2 separate regions of the Gasterosteus aculeatus genome follow, and region 1 is linked to region 2. A link is a contact called in public Hi-C data. All regions are on one chromosome and are shown on one strand. Each heading gives the region's core, a stretch centred on a gene start, on an enhancer-like site or on the middle of the called end of the contact. The rest is flanking DNA. Distances are from core to core; before and after follow the strand shown. Region 1 holds the start of LOC120835801 (myosin heavy chain, fast skeletal muscle). Region 2 overlaps LOC120835803 (voltage-dependent calcium channel subunit alpha-2/delta-2).

Evidence for each region. Hi-C and Micro-C count contacts between places; a contact is called where the count stands out from the background.
Region 1: a contact with region 2 is called in a Hi-C map of skeletal muscle, with 2.8 times the contacts expected there. The contact joins the promoter of LOC120835801 here to the enhancer-like site in region 2. A contact is called at or near these places in 3 of 6 Hi-C or Micro-C datasets (skeletal muscle and whole body).

What each region holds. Positions count from the first base shown.
Region 1 is chr17:8,059,635-8,063,553 of fGasAcu3.hap1.1, reverse strand. LOC120835801 (myosin heavy chain, fast skeletal muscle) reads right to left here and starts at 1,358. Exons shown (of 40, transcript XM_040205043.2): 1 at 1,091-1,358; 2 at 646-856; 3 at 174-317; 4 at 1-81. The coding sequence starts at 849.
Region 2 is chr17:8,021,224-8,024,738 of fGasAcu3.hap1.1, reverse strand. It overlaps LOC120835803 (voltage-dependent calcium channel subunit alpha-2/delta-2), which reads right to left. Exons shown (of 38, transcript XM_078091974.1): 10 at 3,197-3,296; 11 at 2,915-3,076; 12 at 2,682-2,792; 13 at 2,488-2,566; 14 at 1,463-1,512; 15 at 1,188-1,277; 16 at 1,030-1,095; 17 at 402-476; 18 at 230-304; 19 at 31-102. Among protein-coding and RNA genes, the nearest start is that of LOC144388921, 15 kb to the left of the region's middle. Within about 2 kb of position 1,503, at least 1 of the 9 cell types and tissues checked has open chromatin away from gene starts, as enhancers often do.

The sequences.
Region 1 (3,919 bases), core at 109-2,608, 39 kb before region 2:
GTATGCTTCCACGACCCCTTGATCGTACACTGGGAGCCACTTGTAGGGGTTCACAGTCACGCAGAACAGTCCCGAGTAGGTCTATAACAGTATGAGACGTAAAACAATTATGCTATTTTCTGCAAATACATTCACGCCCAATTACAGCTGCATCTCTCCTCCACAAAGCTCACGTAGATCATCCATGCTGCGTAGCGCTCTTTGAGGTTGTACAGCACAGAAGGCTCGCTGAGGTGGGTCATCATGGCCATGTCCTCAATCTTGTCGTACTTTGGTGGGTTCATGGGAAAGATTTCAGTGTCTTTCACAGTGATCGTCTGTTACAAGGACAGAAGAGCCGCAAAAATAATATTAGTTACTGTCCAGCACTCATGTGTTGTCTATTATCAGATTTAACATCTTTTTTTAAAATCACTTATTACAAATTATTCGTGTCCGTAAGCAAAACAATTGAGGTGGTTATATACTTCTGATTTTACATTACATTTCATTCAGCAAGAATACATAATTTCTTCAATAAAGCCAAGTTTCAAAGTGCTACCAGTAAGTGCCACTTTAAGCGCTACTAATAGTTAACATGTTAAACAGTGTCACCGCGCTTCAGATTCTACATCCAAACTTTAATTATAGTGCATTAATTCTCACCTTTCCACTGAGAGTGTCCACGGTGGCTTTGCCGCCTTCTCTCTTGGTAAGTTTCCCCTTGAGGTACATCTCTGCCGGCTCGCTCACAAAGAACGCAGTTTTAGCATCAAAGGGAGTGTTTTGAGCTTCTATTCTCTCTCGTTCTGGCTTCCGGAGGTAAATGGCCGCCGGGCCAAAACACTGCATTTCAGCGTCGGTACTCATGATGACCCTTAATCGCACAGGAGAAAAGACAATAGTTGAGTTGAGTTCCAGGGAAGACAGATGGCAGCCCAACGGTGACATCTATAACGTCCTCTAGTACTCAGGTCAAATTAATGCTGGATCAGGAAGACTTATTAAATAGAGACCTATTAAGTCGTGATATATACCATAGTACTAGTGATATTGAGATACGTATTGAGGATCAGATGTGATCCCAAAATAATTCAGCCCTTTGAGTTACCTTGAATGACACCAGTTGAGCTGAGGGTTTTCAGACGGACTTCAATGTAGACTTCTGCAAAAAAAAGAACAAACGTGGAAGGTTCAGAGAGGCAAATTTATCATATCGTATTTTAAAATAAATGTAGACATGTCTAAAAAGCCTAATTTAAACAGTTAAGTTACTGTTTTTGATAAAAAAGATTATCATGTCTTTTAGTCCAATAGCTTAATGACTCAACTACATCACAGAGACATAAAGAAACGTGCCTTTGCTGGTTCCCTGTCCTTCCTGGAGTTCGCTGTGGCTTTTTATACAGCGGGATGGGAGCCCACCGCTCGTGTGTCTCTGTATTTGGTCATGTCACATGACATAATGGTTATCCGGTAGTTCTTACCTCTAGCTGTCATATTACACAGTTTATGGTATGAATACCTTGCTGGATCATTTTCAGACTTTGAATGTGCTGTAAATAGATTTTTCTTTTAAATAATAACCATATTCCTGTGTTTTTTGGTGAAAACGGGCAGTGGTGCTTTTAACAATACATGCTGTAAGCTATTTTTTCAGACGTAAATCTGCATTTATTTATTTTTTGTACTTATATATATTAATGGTGCGAGCCGATCCGAGACGTTTTTCTACTTCCGAATTTTACTCTGTATGCAAATAAAGTGGGAGAAGTTAGATCAGTTTTTTTTAGTTACAGACAGTCCAAAAGTGTGACTAATGGGATTTTTTTAACCTCCTGACACAACAGTGGTTCCCTTGCCATGCTGTGGAGAAGCCTCGGAAAGTCAACGATATACGGTTTCAGAATCCTTACGAGTCAGAAAGTTTTAGAAAATGAAATGAGTGCCAATGGGATTTAAAGAAAAGGAAATAATTGCCAAGGGATTGTCTTACACAATAGTCCCAGCAGCTGTTCTCATTCTTGATCTTACTGGATAAACAAGGGGGACTGAGACAGTCCTGAAATGTAGAGCAGCTGAGTGATGGATTCCAGCTTTACTTCCTTTATGTTTCGCAAGTCACTCCACCGTGATTGTCTTGGTGATATCATTCTCACAATGTTGTTAAGGGAACTCAAACCTAAATTGATGTTTGTTTATTAAATGCAGTATTTGGGAAAGAGATGTTTTGGTTGATGGCGAAACATGGTTGAAGTGTACTCGCCAAATATTTTGGCCCAGAATGTGTCACAGAGACGTGTGGATAGCTATTGGGCACCATTTCCAAGGACAAAAGAATCTACATTTGGTAGTGATCAAGAAGAAGAAATTCTGAAGTGGTTACCAACAAGATATAATGAGCCTCTGTCTTCAATAAACATGTGATACACGATACTTTGCTCTGAAATCTTCTGTCTTATTAGGGCAAAACTCAAATATAGCTCCAGGCTTGTGTTGTTGCTCAAGCCAAAGGCTCAAGAGGCTTATTGTGTTTTTACGGTCTTTGATCTCCGACTGTCAGTTTCTTTATTTGTCAAACAGCAACAACTGGACTTGGGATAACAAACCAAGGTGAGTGCTGAGCAACATTCCAGTCTGCAAGTCGGTCACAGAGCATGGATATGCATTCACAGTAACACTAGCATCCATATTTAACAATGTAAGTACAAACATTTGTATTACTATTGTCAATTCTAATTGCAAATCTGCATTTATATATTTTAATTTCAATGTTATAGATGAAAGCTACTCTGCCTGTATTTTAAGCTTCATTATTTGATTGACTTTAAAACCTTTTTTTGAGTTTGACTGTTCTAACTTTCAGTGCCCACTGGTTTGAACTTTACTAAGGTACAAAGGTACAAGACAATTGTTGATGTGTAAACAGTTTTTAGCCTATTTGTGTGTACCAGAATGTGTTTTTTTTAAAGAATGACTTGCTTTGGTGTAATTTATGCATCAGGACATACTTTGTTAATTGCAATATTTCAATAAAGTGCTCAATAAGCTGTACTAAAATAACGCCCCGAGAAGAACTGGCGGCAGTTTGAAGAATGTCCTAACATTTTGTTTGTGACAACGTTGAGGGTTTGTTGGTTAAAATTAGGTCTGAGTGTTGGATTCTGACGCCAGATACTTATCCATCTCGCAGCAGAGCCCCTGGGATTAGAGTGTGAAAATGTGGGGGACGACCACGGACTCAAACAACCTCTCAGTCATACAAACTCTTCTGACTTCTCTGAGTCTTCTGACTTCAAGTACATTGATGAAATGTAGCATCTTCGTGACCCAAACGATGGTTAAAGTGTTCTACTGGCACTGCTGCGTCGTCTGCATGATGGAAATGAGTTGCTCTGATGAAACCTTTGTGCAGTAACAGTAACTTTGTGCTGTTGCTAATGATCACATTGAGAGTTACTGCTCGGGGTGCCGTCAGTTCCTTGGCTTGGATGTGTGTGTATTCATACACAGTCGGGGTCACTGACATCGTATAAACACCAGAGGGAGCCTCAAGTTGCAAAGGTGCAAACATGCTGCTTAAGACATCAGCTTCTCGGACATCGGCCACTGGTGTCTTGGCATTACACCACGTCACCAACTCAAGTAATGAGTTAAGTCACTATTGATGCAAAGTTGGGAATTCACTTCACTTGTTACTTGTTCAGGATCATAAAGTATGTTGGAAACTGCCCCAGCACACATTGGACAGAAGGCAGAGAAAATCCCTTGACACTCAATCATGACCCTTTTAAAATATAGTGCGGCACATTGAGACTCAGATGTCACAAACTGTCAGCCACTTCTTCATCACTTCAACACATTTATTTCACTCAGAGTTCATGATAAATCCAAATGATATCTGTGTGGTTTCAACTGCTAACTCGTTACTTCACTCGTA
Region 2 (3,515 bases), core at 254-2,753:
TCTCAGCTCCACTTGCCACTAAAAGCTCACCTCCTCTTTGTTGCTGTCCTCCACCTCGGCATCCAGGAAGTCCAACGTCACAGGCTCAGGGAGGTTCACTAGCTGCGAGGAATCAAGTGAGAAAAACACATTAACAAGCAAAGTGAACGCAGAACAGGTTTACCAATATTATAATTATCAAACTATGAACAACTGTACATTAAAGTAAATCTGGTTTAATATGCACCACCTTTGGCTGAAGGTTCGGGTGAAGCAGAAGATATCCATTTGGATCAATGGCAAATATGTATCCATTGGCTCCAAGCTGTGATATTAAAAGCAAGGAGTAGCAGTGATGTGTCAGTCGATACAAATGACGAAAAATGTTAATAATAATATTGGTGCTAATGACATATACATACATTGTACCGAGGTGTTAGACGCTTTATCTCATCAAGATGCACGTCGACCCCCATGACACCTAAAATCAGCTGATTCTGGTCAGATAAAACACATATAGCTCCTTAAAAGAATAATATGACATTTGGGAAAAAGGTCTTTTCTCTGATTTGCTGAAAGTTAGATGAGACTATTGATAACGCTCTCATGTCTGTCCGGTAAATATGTAGCTGTAACCAGTAGGCACTTCATTCATAAGTCACCACGCCAGGCACATGCGCTACCTAAAGAAATACATAGCATATAAAATCATAAACTTTAGAGCTGGTTGGTGAATTGCGTTATCTTTGGATTGAGCCAAGCTGGTTGTTTCTCCTTGTTTCCAGTATTTATACAAAGTCGTAATAGCTTAATAATAGCGTTGAGTCATAAGAGTGTCATCAATCTACTCACCTACCTTTTGGCAGCAAAATCAAATAACTTATTTATAGGTGGTCATTTAGTATTCCCGGATATATAAACAGTGGTATATTCTGCCTTTGGAATAATTACATAGAAAGTAGCCATAATCTGTAATATTAAAAAAAAACATTCTTTCATATTAATATAAGTTTTGTTACCTTTGCGTCAGCTAAATGACATGTAATGTACCTGTGAGTTTCCATCCATGGTGAGATTAAATACAGGCAAAGTCCCAGTAACTACCATTCCCAGACCCTGCAGAGTCCCAAAACATGTCAATTATTCAGTCTGCATGTACTTTATGCCACATTCAATCCCACACAGCAAACAAGGTCACGTGATCTCACCAGAGCATCCTGATACACATTCGTCCACTGAACCTGCTTGGCAACGCTGCCTGCAAGGACCATGGGGCGCCCCAGCACATCGAGGTACTCCTGACCAAACAAAGGAGATACGTGAGCGGCTGCACATTCCAAACAACCCACAACAGTTGACCACAGGGAACAATGGGAGTGCAAACAAATGGAAGTAGATGTTACTAAAGAGTGAGCGAGTGCCACTGGAGGCATGGAAACACTGAACGGGGATCAGCTGTGTAAGAGGCACTAGACGAACCCACCTGGGTGTTAATCCTTATAGCACAGATGGACCGGATCTCAAAATAGTAACCTGGCAAGCAACAGAGAAAAAAAAAAGACAAATAGGGAGAGGAAGAGCATGTGTGAGCAAGAGTGGTGCTTATAAATATTTCAGATTCTACTCACTGTCGCTAGACAATCAGTCGCTTAACTTTCCCAGATAGATAGAGAGACAGAGGAGCTGGAAGCTCCTGCTGAACCTGAAACCTAATGTCAGAATCTGCTTCAATAACGGTTTCCCATCGTGTTTCATTGTCAATTGGATTGTAACTATTGATTCTAATCATTAACAATGTATGTGTTGATTAGTTTTTTCACTTTCTTATTATGATGTTTGGTAGAATGTCTGGTTTTGTCCGAAAAATGATGCTTAATTCCGAAAAATGAATTAAGCATTATCAGAGTTATCAGTTTATTAACATTTGACAATTATCCTATTGTCTTGTATATGTTGTTATGAATTTATTTTCATTTTAATCTGTATAAATGTCCTCGTGCTGCAAATACCAAATTTCGCTGCTGTGAGAAAATAAAATGATCTTATCTTCTCTGATCGACTAATAGTTTAAGCTCTACAATGTAATCCAATGACCTTCAAGATATGTCTGGAATACATATTGTATCATAAAATGGTCACAGGTGACCACTTAGGTTGTTGGAACTTGGTCTCCCTCGTTTTTTTGACAAACACATCTCATGATTCTCAACCAATAGGGACTCGTACATACTTATTAACTAACAAAGAAAAATGGAAATATGAGGGAAAATACTTTAATCATATCTCAATTGCTGACAAAAATAAACAGCCAAATAGTGTTACAAATTTGTTTTACACTGGTCAAGGTGAGTGTGTAAAAACTAATTTGCAAGCACGTAGGGAGGTTGAAATATTTGGATTAAAGTAATGATTTGACACGATGGGGGTATTTCGGTTGAAAAAGGCTGGCAACCACATGATATGGGGAATAAAATAAAATCCAACAAGCACAAAAAAATTCTCGCTCACCTTTATTGGTGCATGCAATCCACTGCAAAGGTGTAACATCATAGTTGTGTTGACCAACAGAAAAAGTGAAAACTCGAACCTTCGGAGGAACAAACAGAGAGAAATAAGCCAGTTGTCAGAGGTGGTCAAGACCCCACAGGGCAGACATGCTGGATGCACGTGAAAGGTATCTGTTGTGGTTAGAAGAAACCAACCGTTTTGTTGGGCCAGTTGTATTGCATGAAGACATCCTGAGCTCTGTCCTCTCCTCCGTCAGTGAACAGCATGATTATTTTATTACAGTTGGCCCGAGGAACATTTGTCTTCTGAGGAATACATTAGAAAAGGGAAACGAATGAGAGGGAACAGCAGAGTTGGTCGATACAGTAGTGAAGTTAGTTAACGACAAAAAAAATTGCCCGGTCGATGTAAATCAATATTGACTCACATTTAACAGCTGGTTGAAGGCGAAATGAAATCCGGATTTATAATCCGTGGTGCCTTTGGCCTGCATCTGCTGCACCGCGTCCTTGAATATCTTTTTGTTTCGCACGTTAGCCTGGACGAGATGTTTGAAGCAGGGAACCACAGCCTCGGCCTTCTCGTTGAACTGAAACACAGCGGATGCATTTGGGCTTTAATATGTAAAAAAAAAAAACTGAAGTTAAGGAAACAAGTGAACAAATGTGTGACGAGTGAGGAGGAGGCAGTGAGTGTCGCCGATACTAACCCTGGCCACGTTGACATAGTCGTCATCAGACAAAGTGTCCAGCATCTCCATCACTGAGGCCTTGATGAGCTTCAAGGTGAGTCCACTGACACTGCCGCTCCTGAGGAAACCCACAGGAATCTTCCCCATCACGTGCTCCGATACCAACACATTACAGGAGTTCTCTCCAGATGTTCAATCACAGACATGATGACGCCTGCCGCGGTGATTAATCAGCATTGATAAACGCTTTCAGCGGGTTTTTGTTTGTATTTCCTTGTCCCATGTTTTTGCGGCTCAGAGGAACACAGTCGCGTTGTTTGCTGAGGAACTGTTTGTT